4 separate regions of the Mus musculus genome follow, and regions 1, 2 and 4 are each linked to region 3. A link is a contact called in public promoter capture Hi-C data. All regions are on one chromosome and are shown on one strand. Each heading gives the region's core, a stretch centred on a gene start, on an enhancer-like site or on the middle of the called end of the contact. The rest is flanking DNA. Distances are from core to core; before and after follow the strand shown.

The links. Promoter capture Hi-C pulls out the DNA fragments that hold promoters and counts their contacts.
Region 1: a contact with region 3 is called in a promoter capture Hi-C map of embryonic stem cells, with 2.9 times the contacts expected there. The contact joins the promoter of Chchd6 here to the promoter of 4930512J16Rik in region 3. A contact is called at or near these places in 1 of 39 promoter capture datasets (embryonic stem cells), 2 of 484 Hi-C or Micro-C datasets (embryonic stem cells and nephron progenitors), 4 of 115 datasets of contacts at active chromatin or transcription factors (astrocytes, embryonic stem cells and extraembryonic endoderm stem cells) and 2 of 9 other capture datasets (adipose tissue and macrophages).
Region 2: a contact with region 3 is called in a promoter capture Hi-C map of hippocampal neurons, with 2.2 times the contacts expected there. The contact joins the promoter of Podxl2 here to the promoter of 4930512J16Rik in region 3. A contact is called at or near these places in 2 of 39 promoter capture datasets (the C10 cell line and hippocampal neurons) and 1 of 115 datasets of contacts at active chromatin or transcription factors (pancreatic cancer cells).
Region 4: a promoter capture Hi-C map of pre-B cells shows a contact between it and region 3, with 4 times the contacts expected there. The contact joins the promoter of Txnrd3 here to the promoter of 4930512J16Rik in region 3. A contact is called at or near these places in 10 of 39 promoter capture datasets (the 3T3-L1 cell line, 3T3-L1-derived adipocytes, the C10 cell line and 6 more), 5 of 484 Hi-C or Micro-C datasets (the G1E-ER4 cell line, embryonic stem cells and pro-B cells) and 10 of 115 datasets of contacts at active chromatin or transcription factors (the 230-238 cell line, bone marrow-derived macrophages, embryonic stem cells and 4 more).

What each region holds. Positions count from the first base shown.
Region 1 is chr6:89,594,133-89,597,820 of GRCm38.p6, forward strand. Chchd6 (coiled-coil-helix-coiled-coil-helix domain containing 6) reads right to left here and starts at 1,520. Exons shown (of 8, transcript NM_025351.3): 1 at 1,327-1,520. The coding sequence starts at 1,413.
Region 2 is chr6:88,872,651-88,876,501 of GRCm38.p6, forward strand. It overlaps Podxl2 (podocalyxin-like 2), which reads right to left and starts at 2,396. Exons shown (of 8, transcript NM_001347327.2): 1 at 2,269-2,396. The coding sequence starts at 2,329.
Region 3 is chr6:89,283,693-89,287,478 of GRCm38.p6, forward strand. It overlaps 4930512J16Rik (RIKEN cDNA 4930512J16 gene), which reads right to left and starts at 2,033. Exons shown (of 4, transcript NR_131021.1): 1 at 954-2,033.
Region 4 is chr6:89,642,277-89,646,157 of GRCm38.p6, forward strand. Txnrd3 (thioredoxin reductase 3) reads left to right here and starts at 1,712. Exons shown (of 16, transcript NM_001178058.1): 1 at 1,712-2,126. The coding sequence starts at 1,857.

The DNA.
Region 1 (3,688 bases), core at 270-2,769, 310 kb after region 3:
AAAAATAGCTCTTGTAAGCTAAATAAAAAATAGCTCTATTAAGGAGTTCAGATGTCAGACCCTCTGAAGTCTTTTTCTGAATCTACTCTCTAATTCACCTAGAGCCAACTCAGAGCATTTTGTTTGAAGTTTGATTTATTTCATTGAGTTCACTCATGTAATTACTTAACAATTATCGACCAAGTACACACTAAGTGCCATGCACAGGTATAGAAGAAAGTCTAGCAAGAAGTTTAACAAACAGCTCTGGAGCTGACCTACTTTATAGTCTTGGGTCTCCTACTTTGTTACCTGTGTGACCTTGGACAACTTATGCCAATAGGACCTCAGTTCCCCATAAGCTACAAAATGGACTAATCAAACTTTTGGTGGTATATGCCCCTCCTTAATCCTAGCACTCATGAGACAAGCAGACACAGAGTCCTGGGCCAGCCTGACTTAATATTGAGACCCTGTCTCAAAACAAAACAGAGGAAGAGGTACTAACAATTCTACTGCTCATTGATTGGTTGAAAAATTAAATAATACCTGTAAAGAGCTGCCAGTCTGAAATAAAACAGGAGCTTTTATTCTTGTAAGTTCCGGTGATAAAGTCATGAATTACACAAGAACTTCAGCCAAGCTATCAGCTAGAGCTCTAATGGGAAACACAATAAACACAATTTGTTTCAAACTGTGTTGGATGCTGAGAAAATCATAAATGTGTGGCAGTAGTGTGGGAAGTCGCTTGAGACTGTGGTCAAGGAAGGATTCTTGGATGACACCTGAGCTGTAACAAGAAGACAGCCAGGTTAACGATAACTGAAGAAACATCGAACACCTGGGATCTTCTAGGAAGAACAAGGAGGTCCTGAGGCAAAAATAAGTATCTTATGAAGATGAGGAAACAGGCCAGGAAAGGGATGGGAAGGTCAGTGGGCACCAGCACATCTTGTAAAAGCCAAGTGAGGCTATTCCTCCTGTTCGACGTGGTAAGGACCAACTGTAGGTTTTTAGTTGAAGAGCGGATAAGGCATATGACCTAATACACAGTAGCTGAAACTCTCCTTTTGCTGCCTCACGGAGAAAGGCACGTGAACAAGATTGGAAATGGAAGAACACTTTCAAAACGTGCTGCAGCACACGCAACGAGAAGCACAAGACAAGTGAAACCGGGTAGAGCACGGAACAAATCCGGAACCGAGAGAGCCAAGGCGGTGGAAAATGACTTGAGGCGGCCGGCTGCCCCCGAGTGCCAGCGGCCCCATGTATCTGGTCCCCGGGACGGCGGCTCCCATTCCCGCCCGCACGCTCCTCCGGCCCGCGCCCTCCCGCCGCGCCGCTCACCCGGATGCCCTGCAGCACCCGGACCCGCTCCTCCTCATCCATCTCGAAGGACACCCTTCGGGCCTCGGCGCTCTCGGCGCTGCCCATGACAGGAGGCGGGCAGGGCGTGAGGCCACGCGAGCCGGCTCCACAGCAACCAGGACGACGCTGCTCAGCGGCCTACGCTCGTCACTCGGGACACAGGCCAGCAACACTGCGCTCTATTGGCTGCTGGGGCTGGCGCGCGTTGCCCTGTGGGATTTGTAGTCCAGCATTCTGGCGCCATTAAAAAGCTCTGGAAGGGGGCGTGGCTCTCTGAGGTAGGGGTACCTGTGGGCTGGAAAATTGGACAGAGGGCCAGCCAAATAGACGCTGAGACAAGGTCATGGTTTCTTATAAATCTTATCCCTGAAGCAAAGTAAAAGTCGTGTTCTAAGAATAAACTACCAAGGATGCTAAGACAACTGTTAATGATCTATGTTCATGTTAAGCATTCAGCAGACTTGTACTGAGCCACCCCATGTAACCTGCTTGAGTCATGAAAGAAACAAATTTCAAACACAAGTGAATCTACTGTAGTGCAAGGGAAACGACACTGTAATACCGCGAGACAAATTAATAAATTGTGGCAACCTCACAGATGGAGCCTTTACACAAATGGAGCCTTTAAGACCTAAAGGTGAGTGTAGTTTGCCATGAGATGATAGAGAAAGTACTATGCTAGGGACCAACTGTTAATCCCAATGATGGGAGGAGAAAGACCACCGGCCCAAACCATCCTGGGCAAGTTAATTAAAACAAACTTTTAATTCTTGTACATAGGCTGTCTTCTCCTAAGATGGAGTTCAAGAGGTCAGACTTTGAGGTAGAAAAGATTTTTATAGGTCAAGGATAAGGGGTTTCCAAATTTGAGGAGGGGTGGGGTATGGGAGACAAATAGACACAAAATATAACTAGTTAGTCTTAACCTCTTGTGAAACAAAGGCATGTTTCTTAGTGTTTCTATTGCTATGAAGAGACACCATGGGTGACTCTTAGAAAGAAAAATATTTAGCCTGGTGTGGTAGCCCATGCCTTTAATCCCAGCACTCAGGAGGCAGAAACAGGCAGAAACAGGCCTGTGAGTTTGAGGCCAGTCTGGTCTACAAAGAGAGTCCAGGAGGGCTTGTTACACAGAGAAACCCTGTCCAAAAAAAAAAAAAAAAAAAAAAAAAAAACCCTAGGACTGGTATGGTGCTAGAGGAGGGAATGAGAGTTCTGCATCCTGGTTGACAGGCAGCAGGAAGTAAGATGGCTTGAGCTTCTGAAACCTCAGAACCCATACCACCCCAGTGACACACTTCCTCCAACAAAGCCACACCTACTCCAACAAGGCCATACCTCCCAGTAGTGCCACCATTCATTCTCTATGGACCAAGTATTCAAACACATGAGTCTATGGGAGCCATTCCTATTTAAACCGCCATAACATGTTGCAAGTGTTAGAGTCTGAGAATCACTGAAGGAAGGCCCCAGACTCAAACAGTATGTAAAGGCAAACAATATTTATTCTGCAAAAACAACCAGCATGCGTGGGTCAATCATTCATCAAAATGGTGACCAGAAGAGGAGCTCTTCTTAATCAGGGCTAGTGGAGTTTGCTGAAAGGGTTAAGTAATCTCTAACATGATTAGCTAGGTGTATGGCAGTTACATTAATACAATTTCTGATTGCTTGCTATATTAGTTTTACCATTTTTGGTCAGGAATTTCAGAAACTAGCCCAATTCAGAGTTTGTTATCTCTCTCAGCCAGTTGTCCCAGGAACTGACTCGGTTCTGGTTCATTCTCCCTCTCAGCCAAAAGTCAGGACCCGTATTGACTAACGATCCATTGTCTGTGACTCTCCCAAGGAGTCTTTCCTGCTTCTTTGGGAAACTGAAACTTAAGGCCTAATATGGCTGCCTGTTCTAAAATGGAGTGGTTTAGATCCTCTCATAAAGTGGTCCTAATAAGGTACTCATAACAAAGTGGTCAAGTCATAACAACAGGTACGCATAACAAGGGTACCTGTTATGGTACCTGTTGTTAACGAGAATTTATAAGTGTTGAAGATTTTCTCTTAACTCAGCTAGCTTCCAAATAATGGATACAGGGCTATTAGATTTATTTAGCAGCTTTAAGGCACAACAACTGAGCAGTATTAATCTATTTTAATCCTCTAAACTAATCTGGCTACCTCCCAGTCAAAATCCCCAACATTGGGGACATTTTTTATACAACAATGAGACAGGAGATTCTCAGAATAAGGATTGCAGCCAGATATGTGAGCACAGAAATTAGCATTTGAATAAAACAAGGATAATCTTTACACAGTGCACAATAACCTTTTGCCTACACAAGGT
Region 2 (3,851 bases), core at 1,146-3,645, 410 kb before region 3:
CCAAAGGCTTGGGTACTGGGTGATCACTTAGGACATATGCGCGGGGGGGGGGGGGGGGGGGAGGGTCTCAGAATTATACTTGCTGTGTGATTCCTTTTCTTCCTCAAGCTCACTGAATTTTCTGTTACTTCATCACCCCAAAGGGAGGCAGAAAGGAAAAGGCACACAGGGAGGGACAAGGTGGATCAGCATCAAGAAAGATCTGATCCAAACAAGCCCAGAAAGGGGAGGTCACGGAGACAGGCAGACATCTTAGGGGTAGAGAAAGCCAGGGCCCCAGAACCCAGTGTGTGTCCTCCTGCACGGTCCCGCTCAGCCCTGGCAGGCAGGCTCTTCTGTCTACCACCAGCTGCACTCGGCCCTCCCCTGTCAGCAGCTTTCAAGTCAGATCCCCCTAAGCCCTTAGCAGACACCAGCATGGGAGGTGGCTGGGCAGCATCTGCCACTCTGCCCCCACAGCCCGGAGTGGCAGCCACAACAGAGATGCACCCCCACCCCACACCCCCATCCCCCACCCCCACCCGACTCCACTGATGTTTGCCGCTGAGAAAGAGTGCATGAGTGAAGCGTTCTTCTTTCTACACAAAGGTGTAGAAAGGAGGCACGCTGATAGACACACGTGTGCCTGCACAGAGATGGGGGCATACAAACGGGGTGAGGGAGAGAAGAGGAAAGGAGGGACCCTGATTGTCATCCCACTGGTCACCAGGATGGGGTCATGAGAGTCAGGTCTCCATACTGACTTGCACTGCTGGCAGAGATGGTGTGGTCCCTACCTAGAGAGAGAGAGCAGACCTCCCAGAGCTTTGCAAAGATCTGGGTGGTCTGTGTAGATGTCCCAGGCCAACATCAATAGACACTTCCCCATAAAATGTGCCCAGGGCAGGCACAGCAGTGTGAGGGGTCAGTTACCTCTCTGACTTTTTGTTTTATTTATCTATCTATTTATTTAGAGACAGGGTCTTGCTCTGCAGCCCAGACTGGACTTGGATTCCCAATCCTCCTGCCCCTTAGGTTCCAAAGAGCTGGAATTACAGTTAAGTACAACCCTAATCAGCGTTCTCCCACCTCCGCCCTTCTCCAGACATTTTCCTGGTGTTCTATCATTGACAGTCTCAAAGTAAGGGCCCACCACCTATTCATATCAAACAAGGTCTTCACCTGACTTCACATAGACGCCTCCTCGAATTTGTATACATTACACTGGGTGGGTTTTGGTGGGGTAACTGCCTGAGCACTAGTGGCCAGTCCCATGCCTGTCTCCACTGGAGGGGAAGCGACGCAGTCGAGGACACGCGTTCACCAAGTCTTGTAGCCCACCCAGCCCAGCACCCTGCTCCTGCCCCAGGCCCACCTTAGGACAGGGTCCCAGCTCCGATCTTCCCTGAGAAAGCTGCTCTCCCATGTCCTGGTCTGACCCACCTTTGCAGTCAGCCTTCCTCCCTCCCCTTCTGTGGTGGCGGCTTGCCTCTGAGCCTGTCAAGCTTTTGTGCCCGCCCCCTACACTCGCACACACCCCTGAATCCCATGTCTACCCTGAGAAGCTGTCTCTTTCTCCCTCACACACATATTTCTTACCTGCCTCAGGCCCCGACCTGTCACACGCCCACACTAACGAGGTATCCGGAGTGACTGCTGAATGAAAACCACGTACCCGAGTCTCACACACAGCCCCATATGGCGGCAGTCGCTGTCGCAGACCTACCCCTTTGTCAGCTCCTAATAAAGTTGCCCCGCGCAGTCGAGGACACGCGTTCACAACGACACGCACACGCCTTCCCAGGCAAGCTCCACGCACATGTAAACATCCACCTCGGCCACGCAGCTCTTTCTTTCTCGGCCCTCGGCATCCCCGGCCCACGCGCTTTGGGTACCCGCCGGACCTTTACGATGCGATTTCTCCAAGGGTGTCACCCGTGCGCTCTCGCCTCCCTGCTGAGCTTCTCTACACCCTCGCGCGCACACACGCACACGCCCCTCTGCTCCTTGGCCGCAGACTGGTCACCTGTCACCTGTCACCTGGCGAGGGGTGGGGCGCGGACACCCTGGTGCAGCGGCCCCGCCGCCGCCGTCCTCGAGCGCGCGCGTGGCACGGAGCATCCAGCGCCCAGGACAGGGCGCCTGGGGGGTCCCCGCGCCAGGCCCCGCGCCGCCGCCTCCTCCCCGCGCGCGGCCGACCCCGCGCGCCCCACAGCCTTTGTTCTGCGGCGCTGCCAGCACTGGCCCGTGGCGCGCTGCGCCCTCGCGGCTTGGCCCGGCCCCACTCACCGGCGGCCAGCAGCAACAGCAGCGGCGGCGGCAGTCGGGCGGCCCGCAGCGGCCGGGCCATGGTGCAGCGTTGCCGCCCGCAGCCGCAGCGCCGCGGCGCCCGGGCCGGCCTCGGGGGCGCGCAAAGCGAAGGCGGCGGCGCGCGTGCGCCCCGTTGGCCTGCGTACCCGCCACTCACGCGCTCATCCGCCCAATCGATGCAGCGGAGGGATCGGGGGCGGGACCCTATTGCGGAGTCCGGCTTCGCACCTGCACCTCGGGCCTCGAGCACTTCGCCACCCGGGGGGGGGGACCTCCCTGGGAAGCGGGTCCCGAACCTTTTGTGCAGCAGACCGGGCCCCAGTTACAGCGAAGGAGACAGAGGCCAGGATCAGCAGGGACCTGTTGGGGCACGTGGCCTGGGGATCCTGAAGGCCGGAGAGGACCAGGCTTTGGTGAAGGGACTGGGCAAGAGCAGAGAGCTGAACTCTGTGCCGGGTGTAGTTTATTTTCATTTTATGTGTGTGAATGTTTTCCCTACATGTACATATGTGCACCACGTGCGTGTTTGAAGTCCACTGATGGTTGTTGAGCCACCATGTGGGTGCTGGGAACTGAACTTGGGTCAGTCCATGCTCTTAACCTCTGACCCACTACAGCTTCCAGGGGTAGTTTAGACCCCCAATTTCCAGTTGGCTTTCACAGCCTGAGGAGATTTGTCCTTGTCTTCAGACATCTTGTGGGAGTCACCTTTCTCTCTAGCCAGCGCTTCTCCTTGACTTCAAGTTTCTTTTTGTGCCAATATGGCAAATCCGACAGGCATTGCTCTTCCTAAGTGTCAGGAGGGCAGGAACATTCCTCAGCATGTTCCAGAGCCACAAGTGTAGGAAGGCAGGTTAAGCACAAACGGAGGCAGAGGGGACCTTCTATGGAGACATTTATAGGATGCATGGATGTTGGGTAAGCTGGGTTTTGGCGAAACCATTCTAGATACAGAGAGAAACTGTGGCAATTCTCAGATAGAAAGATGTCTCACTTCTTTAAGTGACAGTGAAAACACTGACTGAAGCGTGACTGTCCCACGCCTGTAATATTTGTACCGCACTAGAAGGGATTCAGGTTAAGACCAGGGCAGTCTGAGCGACATAAGATTGTCTGGTGGGGGAGGGGAGCTAGAGAGACAGCTCCGCACAGAGTTTGTGGCTCTTGGAGGACCCAGATTTGGTTCCCAGCACCCACACTTGCTACTGTCTGTAACTCCAGCTCCAGGAAACCCAGTGCCTAGTCTTCTACTAGATTGAATCAGTCTGTACTTAAAGGCATGCTGTGTTGGGAGAGAGACTCTAGGTTTGTGTTTTAAAAAAGAAGAAAAGGCTTTGGACTCCTTCCGAAATAATAAGGATCAGACTTGACAGAGGGCGACTCCCTGAAGATCTTGGCTACAGACAAGAAGAGGAAGACTGGCAAGATCAACAAGATGGGTAATGTATACACTGATCCCTATACTTGGGGACAGCTCTGGGACTTAAATGTCTATATACAGACAACAAATTGTATTGACTACAAAATTCTCAGGGCTTATTATGACATACCATCTTTTCAGA
Region 3 (3,786 bases), core at 783-3,282:
CACATATACCATGCAGTGTTCTCACTTTCCCAGATTCTTCTTTCCTAAACACACGGGTGCTCAGGGGTTCTGCGGAGGGTCAGAGATTGTCACTCTCTGAAGCATGGGCCCTTTCTCAACTGTTCTAGTGATGACAGCCTTGTAAGACTTTGGTTTGTTCTAGGAATTCAATGGTGGCTCAGTATTAATAGTAAGAGCATGACAGTGATAATTTAGAATCTGAGGTCTACTCCAGATTAAGGGTCAGAACATTTATGCCATAAAAATCTGAATGACAAATGTCAGGCGTTACCAGCCATATGCAACCTTTGTTGCAGATTGTAGCACGCATCTTTAAGTAGAAGGGTGCTCTCAGCTCACAGAAACAAGCCACCTAGATTATGTCTTTGTATCTGCCAGCCCCTGATCTTGACAGATATATGAAAAGTACTTATGAAATAACATATATTTTTCCTAATATAACTGGTGACAAGCTAAAAATGAAATAAGAAGTTTCCAGACTGTGAGAAGCGTTACCTACTTTAAATTAGAAGCAAAACTCACTCTTAATGTAACACAGTGGGAGAGTTTCCACTGACTGTACTCAGAGAAGAGTCAGGTATGTTAGATATTGCTGACACCATTGTTCCAAGATGCCTTGGAAGTTCAAGCCAGTGCCATAAGACAAGAAAAGTAAATAAAATTTTACAACTAAAACATAGAGTGATTAAATTATCTTTGATAGAATTAATTGAATGACTACTGGAGGTATGGTATTTTATTAAGTTAGCTGCACAAAAATCAACCTATAGTTAAGCTTTAGTATGTATTTGGGGGGGGGGGGCACTTCCAGACCTAGCTTGGTTGGATATTAAAATACTAGGAGTACTATGGAGATTTTCCTGAGAGCCCCGAGTGTTTTCAGCAGCCTCCCTACCAGGCAGAAGCAGATATGGCCTCTCTAGCTCTCTCACCTGTGAGGAGGCTTCATTCTGGGAGTTTCTCACTCCCCAGCCTGAGTCCTCTGAGCCCACTGCCACAGGAATAGAAGGGACGAGGAAGTTCTGCTAAGCCCCGGCAGCATGCATTCCTCTGGACTTGATGGCAGGAGAAGGCCACCTGTGCCACAAGGGTGAGAGCAGATGCTTCTCTGTAAGAAAATCACCTTCTGTAACAACAAAGGAAGGAAAATTAGTCCTGTGCAGAGAAAGAAAGAATTCAGTCCCCATGCAGGCCGTTCTCGTTCCTCTCCTGGTGTGGCATCTCCATTGTCATTGATATCTTCATGGCAGCTCTTCTTCAGGCCTGTCAAATGGAACTCTTTTTGCTAGTAGAACATCTAGTTCTTCTGAAATCCAGTCCCTTGCTCAGGAGCTGCTCTTAGAGAAAACAATTAGTGAACAATGAACGGCTTGTGCCAGCCCCAACTGGATCATACCAGAACAGAACAGCTCAGATTAGATGAAAAACACCAGAATACAGCATATAAGCCCCCTTTAGACCAATCCAGACAAGGCTAGAACTCACCAGAATTAACCAGCCAAGACCAGCTCATATCAGACCAGACCCAGCTAGACCCTACCAGCACAGACCAGACCAAAGAAGAATAAACCAAGCCAAAACAGACTAAACAGAACAGAACAGGTTAGATTTGACTAATCCAGACCAGGCTAGAACATACCAGCACAAGCCAGACCAGACTAACTTAACCAATCCAGACCAAACCAACTACACCAGAATAGTTTAGACTAGATTAGATCAGGGTAGATCACACTACTGTAGGCCAGACTAGACTAGCTTAGACAATACAAGAATAGACCAAACTGGGCCAGGTTAGACCAAACCAGACGATACTAGAGTAGACTAGCCCAGTAAAACTTAGACCAGCCCAGAAGTTAGACCAGAATAGACAAGCCCAGGCCAGCTTAAATGAATATAGGCTAGACCTAGACCAAATTAGACCAGCCCAAACCAAATAAAACTATATCAAGCCAGACCAGATCCCAGCAGTCCAGTCCAGATTAGCTTTGACCAGAACATTCTACTCAGTTCTTGGTCATGTGATGTGGGCTGGGTCCCAAGGGCTGGCTGTATCCTACACACAGCTCACTCCAAAGGTCAGAACAGGTGACTGGAGGTCACAAGTGGATACAATCTGCAAGTTTGTCTGGGCCACCACTGTTGAGCCATTGTTCCTATTTAGACATTAGTCCCCAACAGTGCTCCCCGATACACACACCAGTCTAACCTCTCAGAAAGGAGGGAGGCCTGGAAATGTGACCCCTGGCCCACCCCCTTACACACAGGCCCACCTGGGTGGCAGCATCCACAGATTGCTTCCTTTGAGCCGGGTCCCTGCTGTTCCCGATGTCTGAGAAGTGCTGGTTTCACTGAGATCCCAGCCCCCGCCACGTGCAAGCGAGGCAGGCTTCCTGCTGAAATCAAAAGAGGAAGAGGGACCTGGCGGCTGGCTTTTACCTGCTCATCATTTCAACCCCCCTCTGGGAAGCGTCCCCTTTCCCACTGCAAAGTGAGCACCAATCCAGGTGGAACATAATGAGGGGCGAGAGAGAGAGAGAGAGAGAGAGAGAGAGAGAGAGAGAGAGAGAGAGAGTGTGTGTGTGTGTGTGTGTGTGTAGAGAGAACTGAGACAGGATCAAAGATACCAACCAAGGCTGAGGCCAGGGTGGTGAGGCCTCCCCGCCCACTGCCCTGAGTGCTCCATCTCCTGGGGACATAGTGGCCTCCTCAAACGCATGGGCTGGGTCAAGTTGTGCAGGAGGGCAGGGTCCTCATGTTGGGGACTTCCACAGCGCAACTTTTCTCCTTCAGCTTTGCCTTCATAGTTGGAGAGCAATGGCATGTTTCTCTCATATCCTGCAACCTCCATGATGACAAGAATCTCAGTCTAGGGGCTAGAGAGATGGTTCTGCAGTTAAGAACACTGACTGCTCTTGTAGAAGACCCTGGTTTGGTTCCTGGCACTTACATGGCAGCCTACAGCTGACTGTAACTCCAGTGCCAGGGGATCCAACACCAATACCCTCTTCTGGCCTCCAAGGGCACATGATGCACATACACACAGGCAGATAAATACACACACACACACACACACACACACACACCCTTTCAGCAGGCTGGAGGACATAGTGCCTTTTATCCATCAGCAGACAGATGGGAGGCAAGCTGACACTCACCCTCAGTGGTGTTGCCCAAGGCCCCCAGACTGAGTTTACTCTGAGATGACCTCATTCTGTCTTCTCAGTTTGAGATTTAGTTGCCAGGGCAACAGTGTAAGGGGTGGAGCTTAATGGGCGGTGCTAAGGACAGAGGGTTTCTAGCCTCAGGAAGACAGGATTTTTAACACAGCTGGTTTTGGTGTGCTGTCTTGTCCAAAGCTGGATGAGGCAGAAATAGCTCCCAACCTTGAACTTCCCAGCCTTGAAACCAGGAGAAATGCATTTCTTTTTCTATACATAGCTCTTCCTGCACCAGCAGAGAGAACACACGCCCCTTCATGCAGTCTTCATTCACACTTTACTACCTACACTTTCACTGTCTAAGGGGCAGGTCATGAGAGACACCCACAGACGTTAAACATTCTGGCTGTTACATGTGTGTGTGTGTGTGTGTATGTGCATGTGCACGTGCACATGAGACGAAGTCAAAGGTCAGTCTTGGGTGTTGTCCCTCAGGTGCCATCTACCTTGTTTTGTGAGACTGGGTTTCTCATTGGCCGGGAGCTCTCCAAGCCCAGAGCAGATTACAAACACATGCTACCATTTCCAGCTTTTTCTTTTTTTTAAG
Region 4 (3,881 bases), core at 462-2,961, 360 kb after region 3:
TAAAAAAAAAATGTTAAATGAGTGTTGGCTTGGGATTAGAGCAGAACTTCCAACCATTTCTAAGATAGCTCTAAACACTCTTTGTATTTATGCAAAGCAACACTCTCGGTATTGACAATTATAAAATTAAAATATTGATCAATTATGAAAAACAGTGACAATGTTCTACCTTCTATGGTATTGAATTTTCAGCCAAGATTTGTTTTATGTAAAAACAAACAACCCTATCCATCCATCTCATTAGAATGTAAATTTGCTCTCATCTTTAATAAAGGGTGAAATTATAAAGGTACCTAAGATTTTCCTAAAAATTAAATTCATTATGATTTATTACCAGTAAATGTTTGTGAATCTGTTGAATGTACTTTTGAGATCATGTGAAATCATTCAGGTTAAAAAGGGTTGCAAGTGAAAAAGATTTGAGTTTTAGTAGGGTCTTCTAGGGTTCAAGGGTTGGTGATAACAAGTCTGGCTCAAATGTTTGAAGCAGCCCTGGTTGAGCCTGCCCTTCAGACAGGCACCAGATACACTGGCCATGCAGTTTTCCTCAAGGCCTCTGTGGAGTGGGCGTTCCAGACCACAGGTGCTAAGGATAGTCCAGCTAACTGACTAACAGTGGCCACTAATTAGAGTCCGTGCCTCTGCTCATTTACAGGAAGCTGAACTTCAGAAGGGCTGCTTACAGCAATAACTTTAAAACGTGAGCCCAGGGAGAGGGCTCAGTTGATAAAATGTTTGCATACCGCCTGTTCTTATTTGACCTTCTTTCCAAATGGTTCCTGTGTTGGGGATGGCTTGAGAATCCATTGTGCCCTAGTTATTTCCTGTTGCTGTGATAACAACACTAACCAAAAACAACTTAGAGGAAGAAAGGGTTTATTTGGGAAAAGTCCCAAGTCACACTCCATTATTGGGGGAAGTCAGAAAACCCAAGAAGGAGCAGAAGCTGACTGCTGCTCGTGGGCTTGCTCTCGATAGCTCACTCAGCATGCTCTCTTACCACCTAGGACCACCTGCCCAAGGGTGGCACCCCCTCCCCAGTGGGCCTGATGCCACCACATTTATCATTAATCAGAAAATATTCCACAGGCTTGCCTACAGGCCAATCTGAAGGAAGCATTTCCTCAGTTGAGTCTCTTTCCAGGTGACTCTAGTATGCTCCAAGTTGACAAAAACTAAGCAGTACACTGTCACAGTGAATTGCTGAGGGTGTGTGTGGGTTGAGGGGTTGGGGAGGTAGTAACCTAGGAACCTCATATTGAAACTGAATTGCAATAGTAATTTTTATTCAGCTTCAGTAGTGCAAATTAAAAAAGAATCAGTATTTCCTAGACAAGGTTTTTGTCACATTTTCTGAAATAAAGTGGAGACATCTACCCTTCCTGAAAAGCACCTATTTTGAGATTGGTGGAGAATCAGGAGCGGAAGGAACTGTAGAGAGGCCTCTGGGTGTCAAAAACTGTGGTAAAACGATAATGAAAACAGTAATTACAAGAAGAGCAGAGCATACAAGCTTGATTCCGCACCTTTGAAAATGGCAAGTGACTGCCACTGTGCCACTGGGTGGTAGACAGAGTAGTTTGCAGGCTCACCAGGCTGAGCTAAGGGGGCGTAGCTTAGCCCTGTGGAGGCCTGGAGGTGGGGCAAAGTTTTCCCGGGGGCGTGGCCGGTCGGTAGGCGGGCCCTCTCCGTGGGTCGCGCGGTCGGGGGCGTGGCCCCGTAGCTGTCCGGTGCGCCCGCGGCCAGTGCGTAGCGTTCTCAAGTTCTCAGCGGCTTTGCCGGCGTCGTCCCCTAGGCGGCCGCCCGCGTCCCGGTTCCTCAGCAGGCCCGGCTCGGCCCGGAGCGACAACAAAGCCCTGGAGAAGCCACCGTCCCCGCCGCCGCCTCCTCGGGCGCAGACCTCGCCCGGGCTGGGGAAGGTTGGAGTCCTCCCCAACCGCCGCCTGGGTGCTGTCCGTGGCGGCCTCATGTCGTCGCCACCCGGCCGCCGCGCCCGCCTGGCCTCCCCTGGGACCAGCCGCCCGTCTTCTGAGGCCCGCGAGGAGCTGCGGCGCCGCCTGCGGGACCTCATCGAGGGCAACAGGGTGATGATCTTCAGCAAGAGTTACTGTCCACACAGCACGCGGGTAGGCGGGGCCGGCCGTAGCAGAGCTCTGGGGCGTGGCCTGATGGGCAGGGTCTAAGCAATCCCGGTGGGAGGAGGGAAGTGAAGGTGAAGCCAGGACAGGGTGGGCCGGGCGGGGAGGAGCGTCGATAAAGAGGCTGGGTAAGTTTGTGAGCCGGATCTGGGGACTGATCAGAGGTCTGAGCAGTGAGCCGGGCGAACCCCGGGCTCAGTAGTTAGCGCCTGGTGGGCGGGGTCTGAGCAAGGTTGGTGGGTGGGGCGAAGCGGAGGTCTGTGGAGGGTGCTTGATGGGCGTAACCGGAATAGGGTCTGGGCGGGGCTCATTGGGCGGATTGGAACCGTGGAAGGGGGTCCTGGTGGGAGGGGCTAATAGGGAGGGTCTGAGTGGAACTCTGTGGGTGGGACCTAGTGTATGGGGGGTGGGGGGTAAGGGAGGGTTTGGGTGGAACTTAGTGGGCGGGCGGTCCTGCGCTGACATATGGGAGGTGGGCGGGGCCTGAAGGTGGACGGAGTAGGGCTTTTGTAGCACTTTCCCAGGTTTCATTGCCTACCTTCTCTGACTCACTACGGGGTCCCGGGAGGTTGCCATCTAGGGAAACATTTGCTTTCCAGCCTGATAATGGGCTTTAGTTAAAAAAAAAAAAAAAAGAACAACCAAAAAATATTTAAAATTGTTGTCTTATTAAAATAGGATTGCGTGGCTAGCTGAAGCTGGATCTAGATCCCATTTGTTAACTAGCATGTTTGGCTCCTTGACCAGGTTTCAGAACTAGCAGGGAGCTTGTAAGATGAAGGTAGAGGAGGTTTTAAGAACCATGGAAGTCGTGGCTAGTTTAAGCTCTGTTGCACACTCTGTAATTTGGGGCTGGGTGGGCATTCGACATTGTTTTCATATTATGAGATAAAAATATTCTTATTGAAATCTTTGGAAGGAAGATGCAAGATGGGGCTGTTCAATATCTTGATGTTTACTTAACATTATGAGAAAGTTGAAACAATAAAGGCCAGGTGTGTAACTTAGTGGGAGCAAGGCCCTGGCTTCCATTTCTAGCACAATTTAAATGAAAAAAAAAATAGATGCTTGGGCAGAAGGATCATGTATTCAAGGCCAGCCTGGGCTCCTATTAAGAGTGCTACCACAAGAAACGGGATGAAATGGTGCCAGCTCCAGGACCAACGTTCCATCCCCAGAACTCGTATTAAAACAGATGGCATAGTGGAGTGCACTTTACCTCAGTGTAAGACAGTGTAAGTCCAGGCTACACAGCCTGTAAGCGTCAGGCCAGTAAGAGGAGTTACTGGAAAGAAGGTAGACAGACAAATCTTTCGAGAATGATAGCTGAGGTTGACCTCTGGCCTCTGTAGCTGCAAGTGCACCTGCATGCAAAGATACACACAGACACAGTCACACATACATTAAAAATATGCATTCATTTTAAAAACTAATAAAATGTGGATGGCAGCGTGGAGACTACAGGCTGCTTCCTCCCTCCCCCCAGGGTTAGCCACATTCCTTATTCACCTGGGAGAGGTACCTGATGCTGCTCTTCACTAACAGAGCTCTGTTCTTTTGGCCTGCATGGGCCTTATGTGAGTCGACTCACATGTTTTACAGCTGTTTCCTCTGCAGTTTGGCTTGGGGACTCGTGCATGTTAGGACCTGTGGCTCTGTCTCATTACCTCTCACTGCTGTGATGTTCCCTAGGCTAACAATGAACTTGGGGTAATCCTCCTGCCTCGGTCTCCCAAGTGTGGG